Linked DNA regions of Macaca mulatta: regions 1, 2 and 3 are each linked to region 4. A link is a contact called in public Hi-C data. All regions are on one chromosome and are shown on one strand. Each heading gives the region's core, a stretch centred on a gene start, on an enhancer-like site or on the middle of the called end of the contact. The rest is flanking DNA. Distances are from core to core; before and after follow the strand shown. Region 1 holds the start of ZNF454 (zinc finger protein 454). Region 2 holds the start of ZNF354C (zinc finger protein 354C). Region 3 holds the start of ZNF879 (zinc finger protein 879). Region 4 holds the start of ZNF354A (zinc finger protein 354A).

Region 1 (2,700 bases), core at 143-2,642, 270 kb after region 4:
TTGAAATAATTCTCCGTCCCATCACACCCTGACCCCTAACAGTAGTGTTATCACTATCCAATAAGTATTTTCTACTTGTCTGACCCCTCCTCTAGTACAATTAAAACTCCATGAGTGCAGGGGTTTCACAGCCATTTCTCCAGCCCCTGGACTCTGGGTTCTCACTCTCCGGGGCCCAGTTTGAGTGACCTGGAGTCACGAGGGAGGGGAGAGAGAAGGGTTACCAGCCATACTCACACAACATCCCCTCTGGTGCTTTACGGGGTCCCTGGGAACTGCTACAGGGGCTGCCCCTGGCCTTGCCAAGCACTTGACACATAAGTGCTCCAAAATGTCTATAGAATGAAATCTTCAATAAAACTCCAAACAGAATGCTGTAGTCACTGACACTGCTTCCTAAAACGTGGCCAACGATTCCGAATGTGACAAACGGGTCACGTTCCTGATTTTTTTCACCACCCACAAAGTTAAAACCCTCTCATCTTTCCTTCCTGAGCGCCATGCAAATTACCTATTCAAAAGCAACCAAGTATCTCCCGTTGGATATTCTTAGGCATCATCTCATCCTTGCCAGTCTCTGCAAAATATGGTCAAAAAAATAAATACCACCTTCTAAATACCACCCAGCTGTCCAGGATGCAGACTTCCTGGTATCCAGGCTCCTTCCTCTCCCTCTTCCCCACCTCTGAGAAGTCCTCAGGCACGAAGTGTTCTGCGTCCCGAACATTCCAGGGGCCGCCGGCCACCATGGGCTCTGTCCTGAGGTGCCAAGCGGGACATCCCTGCCCGACATCCTGTCCCCCCGCACCGCACACGCGTTAACGGCTGTGGCGTCTCCACCCCAGCACGCACTGGCCCGCCCGCGGGGCCAGGCTGGAAGCGTCGGGCGCTTGCCAGGCCAAGGCGCAAACCTGCCGCCTTCCAGGCCTTTTCCGCGCGGTCCCCGTCAGGAACGCGCCCGGTCGCCTCCTACTCCGTCTTCCGGACCTTCCCCGTCCTCTCTCGTCGGCGATCGGGCGTCGCTCCCCTGGACTAACCTCCCTTGTCCCATCTGCAGCTTTTCGCTCGTCTGCATCTTCCTGGGCCTTCGTGCAAGGCAGAGACCTGGTTCTAAAGCGAACGGAACGGAACCGATTCCGTAAGTTCATTCAGCTCCAGAATCCACCAGGTTCTAGATTCTGATGAGCGCGCCGAGGTCGGCGCGAAGGGGCCTCTGGGAAAGGTAGTTTCCGCGCCTGAAGCCGGGGGGCGGGGCCCTGTTCCCGCAGGCGCAAGGCAGCACGGTCTCCGCCGATTCTCCCTCTGGGAAGTGGAGTCTGGCCGGCGGAACCGCAGCAGCCCTGAGACTTGTGGGAATTCGGCCCAACGGTTCCCAGGGCAACGCGCAAGCGCAGTTCAGCTCCCGGCTGCAGACTCCAGCTCATTGTGTTCCGACTGCGATGTGGCGCTTGCGATCTCTCGCCGCCGGCAGAGGCTCCTCGAAGGGCGACACGGGGGTGACCAGGCACGGTGGTCAAAGCCGCAGAGGGAGAGCGGGAGCGGTCGTGAGGTCGTCTGGGGAGAAGGGCGGAGGCAAAGCCGAGGAGGTGCGGTTGTGGTCCCTTCTGCAGGACGCTGATCCAATGCCCCAAACTTCCCGGAATGTATGTCTGAGATTTGATCCCAAACAGAGAGAGAGAGGACGGCCAGGGGTGGTCATCCTGGGCTTGGGGTCGAGTCTGTGAGTGCCTGTGGAGGAGATGGAGCCAGGGCCTCTGGCCTGTGTCTTGGAGCGGACTCTGAGAAGCCCCGGGTTTCCGCTCAGGTGGTAGATACGCGCCTGGCGTGGTTCCGAGGCCGGAGGCGGCCGGTGCAGCAGCCCCCGAGGGACCCGGCGAAGCGGCAGCGGCGGGAGGGGGTTGTGTGTGATTAGGGCTCCTGACCCTTCCCTCTCCCCTCCCCCAACTCACACAAACGCCGCTTCTGCCCACCTGTGACTCCAGGCCACCCAAACTGGGCCCCAGAGAGTGAGAACCCTGAGGCCAGAGAAGGGTTTGCCTGAAAGGCTGCAACAGTGAAGAGCCAGCCTTCTTAGCCTCCTTTTTGAGGAGGAAGACGACGACCCTCCTTTTCCACTTCTCCTGTCACTCCCAGATAAGGCAGCTGTTCCAAAGCCGCCGAGGGAGAGCGGAGCGGTCTTCCAATCCAATCGAACCCACACTCTGCCCTCAGTTGCCTCTGCCCATCGCTTCCACCTTTTCGGGTACATCCTGGTGGATTCTGGAGCCGAATAACTTGTTAAAGAGATAATTCTCGGCCGGGTGCGGTGGCTCACGCCTGTAATCCCAGCACTTTGGGAGGCTGAGGCGAGCTGATCACCTGAGGTCAGCAGTTCGAGACCAGCCTGGCCAATATGGTGAAATACCGGTCTCTACTGAAAATATAAAAATTAACCGGGCGTGGTGGCGGGTGCGTGTAATCCCAGCTACTCAGGAGACTGGGGCAGGAGAATCGCTTGAACCCGGAAGGCGGAGCTTGCAGTGAGCCAAGATCATGCCATTGCTCTCCAGCCTAGGTGACAGAGCGAGACTCTGTCTCAAAAAAAAAAATTCTCTTGAGATCGCCCAGTGAGGCTGAAGGGAAAGACCAGAGGATGGGTGGAAGGCATGAGATCTGGGCCTGGAACAGGCTTTCTGCAAGGAAAAGTCAGTGTATGGTAGG
Region 2 (2,700 bases), core at 139-2,638, 390 kb after region 4:
TATAGTTTGGGGTCTTTAAGTCTTTAATCTATCTGGAGTTGACTTTTATATATGTTGAGAGAGAAGGGGTCCAATTTCATTCTTCTGCATGTTGTTATCCAGTTTTCCCCAGAACCATTTATTTAAAGACATAGTCCTTTCCTCATTGTGTGTTCTTGGCACCTTTGTTGAAAATCAGTTGGCTATAAGTGGGTGCACTGATTTCTGGGTTCTCTTATTCTGTTCCGTGGGGGTGTGTGTATCTATTTTTATACAAATATCATGCTCTTTTGTTTACTAACACCTTCTAATTAGATATAAGCTCATTCCAGTTAGAATGACTATTATTAAAAAGACAAAACAAAACAAAAAAATGACAGATGCCAGTGAGGATTTGGAGAAAAGGGAACTCTTATACACTATTGGTGGGAATGTAAATTAGTACAGCCACTATGGAAAACAGTGTGGAGATTTCTCAAAAAACTAAAAATGGAACTACCATACAATCCAGCAACCCTACTACTGGTAAAGGGGGAGAAATCAGTGTATGAAAAGGATACCTGCCCTCACGTTTGTCACTGCACCATTCACAGTAGCCAAGATATGGATTCAACCTAAGTGTCCAGCAGTAGATGAATGGATAAAGAAAATGTCATACATAGACACAGTGGAATACTATTCCGCCATAAAAATGAATGAAATAATGTATTTACATCAACATGGATGGAGCTGGAGGTCATTATGTTAAGTGAAATAAGCCAGGCACAGACAGACAAGTACTCCATGTTCTCACTTACATTCGAGAGTTAGAAAACTTGATCTCATGGACATAGACAACAGGAGGATAGATACCAAAGGCCAGGAAGGCCAGAAAGGAAGGGGAATGAAGAGAGGTTGGTTATGGGTACAAACATACAGTTAGATGGAAGAAATAATTTCTAATGTTTAATAGCAGACTAGGGTGACTCTACTTAGCAATAATATTATGGATATTTCAAAGTAAATAGAAGAGAGGGCTTGAAATGATACCCACGCATAAAAATGATAAATGCTTAAGGTGATGGATACCCAGTACTGTGACTTGATCATTACACAGTCTATGCAGGTAACACTCACATGGGTATTATGTAAATTATTTTGTATCAACAGAAAAATAATCACAACCAGCGGTGGGAGCGACAGCACAGGGATCCTCCTAAATGCATCTAATTCCGGATTTTGTTTTTCAAACCACTCCGCTTGCCTAACAAGTGCGCGGGCTGTAGGCAGCACGGCCAGCAGCGGGAGGCCTCTTGCCTCGTGTGCGGCTTGCGGACTCCCTCGCCCTGCAGCGCCTACGCGGACTGTCGCCCTTCAGGGCTCTCGCTGGCGGAGGCGGTTCCTCTCCCGGAGGTCGCCGCGCGCACCGCGGCGTCCCCTGGGAAGTGTAGTCGGCGCGGGGCCCGAGGCATGCCGGGAGTGGTAGTTCTCCCGGGGTCGGCGGGGTTTCGGGGACAGTTCGCGGCCTTTCGGGGGTTCTCCTGGCTTGGGCCATCCCGGCTTGGCTAGAATTGCCGGCCTGGGGCCGAGGCGCTCGCAGTGGCCTCTTCCGGGCCGGCGTGGATCCGGGCCTCTCCAGCCAGTGGGCCGCGTGCAGCCTCGTCTGGGCTTCTGGGAGCAGCCCTGCGCGGCTAGGGGCCCTTGGCCACTGGGTCCGGGGCGCGTCGGGAGCGGCCTGGACTGCCGGAGACCCGCGGAGGGAGCGCCTCGCCGGGTGAGCTGGGTGCGCCGGGCCGTTGAGGTGGGGGTGCCAGCCTTTTGTCATTGTTCATGCTGCGGTTTTCTTCTGTGCGTTTTCTTCTCAGTAACGGAAATAATAAAAGCAGTAGCTGATGCCCGCCAAGAGCGCTCCGGTGCCAGGCAGCGGACTGGCGCATCGCCCGAACGCACCCGCGCATCCCTGCTAACGGAGAGGGTGGTTCCCGCTCTGTCCGGGGGAAACCGAGGCAGGGTGGCGAGGCCATTGTCCAGGTGTAACTGGGGCCTGGGGCTTGGATCAGGATTCCCTTCCCGGCTCTACTACTTTCCGTTGTGACTTTGGATTCTCAGTCTCCGTCACGTTTGTAAATGCGAAGATTAAAAATACTGCCTGGAAAGCACTCACCGCTTCCTGGGAGGAGGTGCGCGTCGCCGCGTGACCGAGGCCTTGCACGGCAGCTTTCCCTGGGCTGGTCGAGGCACTCGCTGGAGCTGGCCCAGCAGAGCCCCAGGTTGGCTCCATGCCACGGGCACCCTGAGGAGTCGCAGCAGATCGCAGGCCTGTAGGCCCTCACACTTGCCTGGCTGCCCCAGGCAGCCTCTGCCCCTGCTCTCTGTGGGGCAGGCACGGTTTCCACCCCTCCCACCGGGGGTTTGTGTTTGGGCAGCGACGGCTGTTTCTGTCTGTGGATGCCATTGGAGGCGGCACCTGTGGAGTATTATTTAGGAGGGACAGCAAAGCTCTGGCATGTGTCTTGGGTGGGGACAGTGTCTTAATCCTGTTACTTTGGGTAAAGTCCCGGCGAAGATGTAGTAAGAGGCTGGGAAAGCTGAGTGGTTGGATTATGCCCACAGTTTCTTGGGGAGAACATAGCACTCTACGGAAGGGCCACTCAGGGCAAGCAGTGGGGTCTGTCACTAGGGTGGAGATGCGGGGAAGCCTGTTTATCATGGCTTCCACAGGGAGGAAAGGGCGAGGCAGGG
Region 3 (2,700 bases), core at 156-2,655, 360 kb after region 4:
AAATAACATATGATCCAGAAGTGGAATTGCCCATATGTTAATTCTATCTTTAATTTTTTTTGAGGAACTGCCACACCGTTTTCCAGCGCAGCGGTACCATTTTATATTCCCACCATTAATGCACAAGGATTGTTTCCTGGTTTTCTTTTTTCCCACATTTTATAATAGCCATCCTAATGAGTGTGAAATTACAGTGGATGTTTGATCAGCATTCCCCTAATGATTAGTGAGGTACATTATTATGTTTTAACAATATAAAACATCCATTTTGTTCAATTTAATTATTTTTACTGTGAAATAATCCTTGTATTATTGTAACACTGCGATCCAAGATTTCTTTTTCATACTATCTACCTGACATCTCTTAGTCCATCTCTGCGTTTTCTATCTTCAAGTACCCTTTGCGTTTAGGTTTGCCTCTGTAAACCCTAATGTTGGATGTTTAAAAAATCACAGTGCAGGTTATCGAGGAGGCAGTTGTGATGATAGCGCTGGGAGTTGGGCTTTATTTTAACCCTAAAATAAATCACTTCAAAAAGTGACTTTAAAGAAGTCACTTTTATTTTATTTCACTTTATTTATTTATTTCACTTTATTTTAACCCTAAAATAAAGAAGTCACTTCAAAAGAAGTCACTTCAAAAGAAGTGAGTGCCATGAAGAGGGAAATACTGGGTTTATGCTTTTGTTTTACTCTGAGTGCCAGTAAATATGTAAAGATTACAAAAATTTATTTATTTATTTATTTGAGACGGAGTCTCGCTCTGTCGCCCAGGCTGGAGTGAGTGGCGCGACCTCAGCTCACTGCAAGCTCCGCCTCCCGGGTTCCCGCCGTTCTCCTGCCTCAGCCTCCCGAGTAGCTGGGACTACAGGCGCCGCCACCACGCCCGGCTGATTTTTTGTATTTTAGTAGAGACGAGGTTGCACCGTGTTGGCCAAGATGGTCTCGATCCATCTTGACCTCGCGATCCGCCCACCTCGGCCTCCCAAAGGGCTGGGATTACAGGCGCGAGCCACCGCGCTCCGCCGAGGTTACAAAATTTAGACATAATTCCTTTTTTATTAAAATTGCGGAATGGACTGTAATAGTTCTCTCACCACCTGTGAATAATCAGCGGCAGCTAGTCTTCCACATTTAAAAATTCATACTCAATTTTCCGTCTTACTATTGTCATTCTAACTACGAATATAGTGAGTGGTTTAGCAGAGAGTAGCTGGAGCCCAAGCTGGAGGGACTCCAGCCTTCTCCAACTCCACAGCCCGACCGCCTTCTCCGCTCTCGGGGCTGTGGTTGCCTCTCGGACACCGTAAGTGGTGGTGCCGCGGCGACGACTGGGAAATGAAGTCCGGAGGGACAAACGCTGCGGTTCAGCCAGGGAAACCCGTCGGCTCTTCGGCGCGCAAGCGCAGTGGCGCCCGGCGGCGACGGGAAGCGTCTCTGAACTAGGTGTTCTGTTCGCCTCTGGTGCGGTGTGCAGCTGCGCTCTCCCCGCCGTGGCGGGCCCAGGTACGGGCTGCCGGTGAGGGCGGGCCCGGGGCGTGCGGCTGTCGCGGCGGGACCAGGACGAGTGCTGGTTGCCGCGCGTGCCCGCCGAGCCCGGGCTCCAGGCGTCCGAGCCGCGGCGGCCTCGGCAGGTGAACCCGGCCCCGGAGGGGGCGTGGCCTGGGAAGGGCCCGGCGGTGGCCGGGAGAGCGCGTCGACGCCGCTGGACTCCTGGGCCGCAGCCTGGGCCGGACTGTGGGGGAAACGGCTCCAGAAAAGAAACTGCAAAACGCCGGTTCGGTTCCGGGTCCAGAGCCCTCCGGGCGGTTTTCCGCTCTTGGCGTTCGTGGGTTTAACCCTCCCTCTACTCCGTTTCCCGGAGTTTAAACTTTAGATTAACTCGTTTTTGGCAGTCTTGCTCGTTTGGCGGTGTTTTCCTACAGTTAGTCCTGGAGAGATTTAACCATTTCCTTTTTTATTTACCGTAACCATGTCCACTTGCTAAGTTACTTCCCATTTCTCTAAATTTTAAATCCATTTCTAGCCGGTGGTGCTATTCTTTTGAGCCCTTGTTTTTTGGGCCGGGGAGAATGGGTAACGCCACCTTTAAGCAGCTTTGATAACTGTTTTTGATGAAAGAAAACTTACAAGAGGAAGAAAAGAGGACTAATTTTTGGTTGGCTGTTCCTAAAAAGGGCATCAGTTCTTCAATTGCTGTTTTTCGTATTGAACAACATCCAAGTGCAGATGTGTGGAATATTGTGTCATTTCCTATTACTCTATCTGGATGAGCCTTGCCTGATGGTGCTTAATGCACGCCAGATGGTCTTCATCCCTTCGCTCCATTCGTCTTTATCGTAAAGCACTGGCAGAAAGGTGGCAGGCCCGGTGACTGTGTACCGGCTTCCCACACTGGTTTAGGTGGCCGGACTCAAGGCCCCTGTGGCCTGGACAGTGCCAGGCTCCTTCTCTGCAGATGCTCAGCTTATGGCTTCTAACCTGGTCTGGTCTAATGAGGGTGGGCATGCAGGCTGGATGAAAAGACCTCACAGCTTCTTTCTCCATTCCAGGTGCCTTCCCCAAGAGGGGCAGCAGGGAGGGAGAAATGGCAAGGAGGTTGCTGCCAGCCCAGGTACAGGTGAGTGAAGGCTTCTTTTTGCTTGAACTGCCTTCGGGGTCTAGAGGTGGCAAACTTGTTCATCTGTTGTTGAGCTTCTC
Region 4 (2,700 bases), core at 54-2,553:
CGTCCAGGCCCAGGTCTCACGGGCTTGGGGCTCACGGAGGGGACGCCGGACCCGCAGCGGCAGCACGACCCGCCGAGCCCGCCAGGGCCAGGGCTGCCCCGCGCCGCTGAGTCCCTCGGCGCCAGCTGGCACTACCAGCACCCGCCGCACCGCTCGAGAAACTGAGGCAGCGCCGGGGCACCTGCTCCGTTCACGGCCCTGCGAGGCCGGCCGGGACTCCCACAGCCACGGCCCCGGGGACGACTTCCCTCCGCCTCATCACGCCATTCTCCTGCCTCAGCCTCCCGAGTAGCTGGGACTACAGGCGCCCGCCACCCCGCCCGGCTAGTTTTTTCTATTTTTAGTAGAGACGGGGTTTCACCGTATTGCCCAGGCTGGTCTCGAACTCCTGATCTCGGGTGATCTACCCGCCTTGGCATCCCAAAATGCTAGGATTACAGGTGTGAGCCACCGCGCCCGACCCCACGTATCCCATTTCTAACACAATGCTTCATTTTTTTTTTTGAGACGGAGTCTCGCGCTGTTGCCCAGGCTGGAGTGCGGTGGTGCGATCTCGGCTCACTGCAAGCTCCGCCTCCCGGGTTCACGCCATTCTCCTGCCTCAGCCTCCCGAGTAGCTGGGACTACAGGTGCCGCCACCACACCCGCCTAATTTTTGTATTTTTAGAAGAGACGGGGTTTCACCGTGTTAGGATGGTTTCGATCTCCTGACCTCGTGATCCGCCCGCCTTGGCCTCCCAAAGTGCTGGGATTACAGGCGTGAGCCACCGAGCCCGGCCAGAAAACGGCTTTGAAGAGGAAAGCACTTGGTGTCCCGAGGCGGGAGGGAAGGGGTGGCCGTCCTGGGGACCGGCTCGGAAACCGGGGCCCGGCTGCGTCCGCCCTGCCCTCGGGGTCCCGGTGCCCCGACTCCACGAGGCCCACACGGAGTGGGCAGGGCGGGCCCAGGAGGAAACGCCAGGCCCCGCGTCCACGGCGGGCTGCGGCGAGTCGGACGCAGGTGCACCGGCAGCGGCGAGGGAGCGCCCCGCGGGGGTGCGAGAGTCCAGGTCCCGGCGCGGAGGCCGGTGACAGACGCGGGGGTGCCCGCCAGCGCCTACAAAGGCTTTCCGAGCCCCGGCGGCTGCAGGCCGTCCCCGCGCCGGGCGCCGCCTCCTCCCGGCCTGGCCCGCCTCCGCCGCTCACCTCCCTAAGCTCGGGCGTTCCCGGGCCGCGCCTCCCCGGCCGCACTCCGCAGGCGGGAGGCTCCGGAACCGCCGGGCCGGACTGCAGCCTCGGGACCCGGCTCCGCCCCGGCGGCGTCTGGGCGACCTCAGGCCCCGCGCCGCTCACCCCGCGGCGCGCCGGGGACCAGGAGGGGCGGGGCAGCCGCGGAGGCCGCTGGGAAATGGAGTCCACGGGAGGACGCCGGCTTTCGGGGAAGTGTAGTTCCATGCGTTTGCGGCGGGGTCCAGGCTGAGCTGTTAGGCGCCCACACGCCACAAGAGGGCCCCTGTGAGCTGGAGGGCCCCAGGTTCCTGGTTATAGGGAAGAGAAGGGGAGGGAGGTTCGCGGACGGCGGTAACTTGCAACTCTGGGTCGGTGTGAATTTCGGAAGGACGGGCGTGGGCGGCAGGAAAACAACGGCCCAGAACAGACCTATTTCCCCTCAGTTATTCACCAGAGGAGCGCTGAGCACCCGGTGTGTGCCAAGCACGGTTGCAAGTGGTTTCAAATGCATCAATGAATGAAACAAACGTCATTGCCGCGGAGAACATTTTTTGGGGGGGTAGGGAGCAGACAATAAACCATACACGTAATTATATAACATCTTGGGGGATAAATGTGGGGAGAAAAAGGGTATGTGGAGGGTTTCGTCGCTGAGGTGAGAATGGACGAGGTCTCCCAGGACGTGCCTGAAGCACAGGGGACGGAGGTTCCAGCTACTCTGAAGCCAACGGATGTGTATATATATATTCAACTAAATCTTCTCCGTTACAAAAAGAACACCGGCTCTATTTAGAAAGTTTGGCGCTTCCCTACTGAAGAACATGCCTTGAACATTTGAATTTGTCAATATTCTCCCTCAGTGGCATTTTTGATAGCTTCATTGGATTCCATTGCATTTAATTATTATTTTTTAAAAAAATGTTTAATTGGCTGGGGGCGGTGGCTCATGTCTGTAATCCCAGCACTTTGGGAGGCAGAGGCGGGTTGATCACGAGGTCAATCCAAGACCAGCCTGGCCAAGATGGTGAAACCCCCGTGTCTACTAAAAATACAAAAATTAGCCGGGCGTGGTAGGGGCGCCTGTAGTCCCAGCTACTCGGGAGGCTGAGACAGAGAATTGCTTGAACCGGGAGGCGGAGCTTGCAGTGAGCCGAGATTGTGCCACTGCACTCCAGCCTGGGTGACAGAGCAAGACTCCATCTCAAAAAAACAAAACAAAGTTTCATTAAATTAAGCTTATTTCAATATATTTAAACTCCTAGTTATTTATATAATTTATATTTTAGTTATACAGTTGTTTATATTTAAATTTTTTTAACACCTTTAATATCCTTGCAGCTATATCTTTGAAGATTATTTTCTTAAACCGCTTTAAATTGATGAGAGAGAGCAAAGTGGGAGGGGCCATACACATTCCAAACAACCACATCTCAGGAGAACTCACTCACTATGATGAAAACAGCATGGGGGTGGCCGTCCCCCAGACCCCTC

The links. Hi-C and Micro-C count contacts between places; a contact is called where the count stands out from the background.
Region 1: a Hi-C map of fetal cortex germinal zone shows a contact between it and region 4, with 2.6 times the contacts expected there. The contact joins the promoter of ZNF454 here to the promoter of ZNF354A in region 4. A contact is called at or near these places in 3 of 14 Hi-C or Micro-C datasets (cortical neurons, fetal cortex germinal zone and liver).
Region 2: a contact with region 4 is called in a Hi-C map of liver, with 6 times the contacts expected there. The contact joins the promoter of ZNF354C here to the promoter of ZNF354A in region 4. A contact is called at or near these places in 3 of 14 Hi-C or Micro-C datasets (fetal cortex germinal zone, fetal cortical plate and liver).
Region 3: a contact with region 4 is called in a Hi-C map of cortical neurons, with 6 times the contacts expected there. The contact joins the promoter of ZNF879 here to the promoter of ZNF354A in region 4. A contact is called at or near these places in 2 of 14 Hi-C or Micro-C datasets (CD4 T cells and cortical neurons).

Annotation. Positions count from the first base shown.
Region 1 is chr6:187,849,188-187,851,887 of T2T-MMU8v2.0, forward strand. ZNF454 (zinc finger protein 454) reads left to right here and starts at 1,393. Exons shown (of 6, transcript XR_013395037.1): 1 at 1,393-1,643.
Region 2 is chr6:187,972,672-187,975,371 of T2T-MMU8v2.0, forward strand. ZNF354C (zinc finger protein 354C) reads left to right here and starts at 1,389. Exons shown (of 5, transcript XM_028849983.2): 1 at 1,389-1,732.
Region 3 is chr6:187,940,638-187,943,337 of T2T-MMU8v2.0, forward strand. ZNF879 (zinc finger protein 879) reads left to right here and starts at 1,406. Exons shown (of 5, transcript XM_015141619.3): 1 at 1,406-1,777; 2 at 2,553-2,620. The coding sequence starts at 2,588. It also overlaps the pseudogene LOC100425559.
Region 4 is chr6:187,578,511-187,581,210 of T2T-MMU8v2.0, forward strand. It overlaps ZNF354A (zinc finger protein 354A), which reads right to left and starts at 1,304. Exons shown (of 5, transcript XM_077937500.1): 1 at 685-1,304.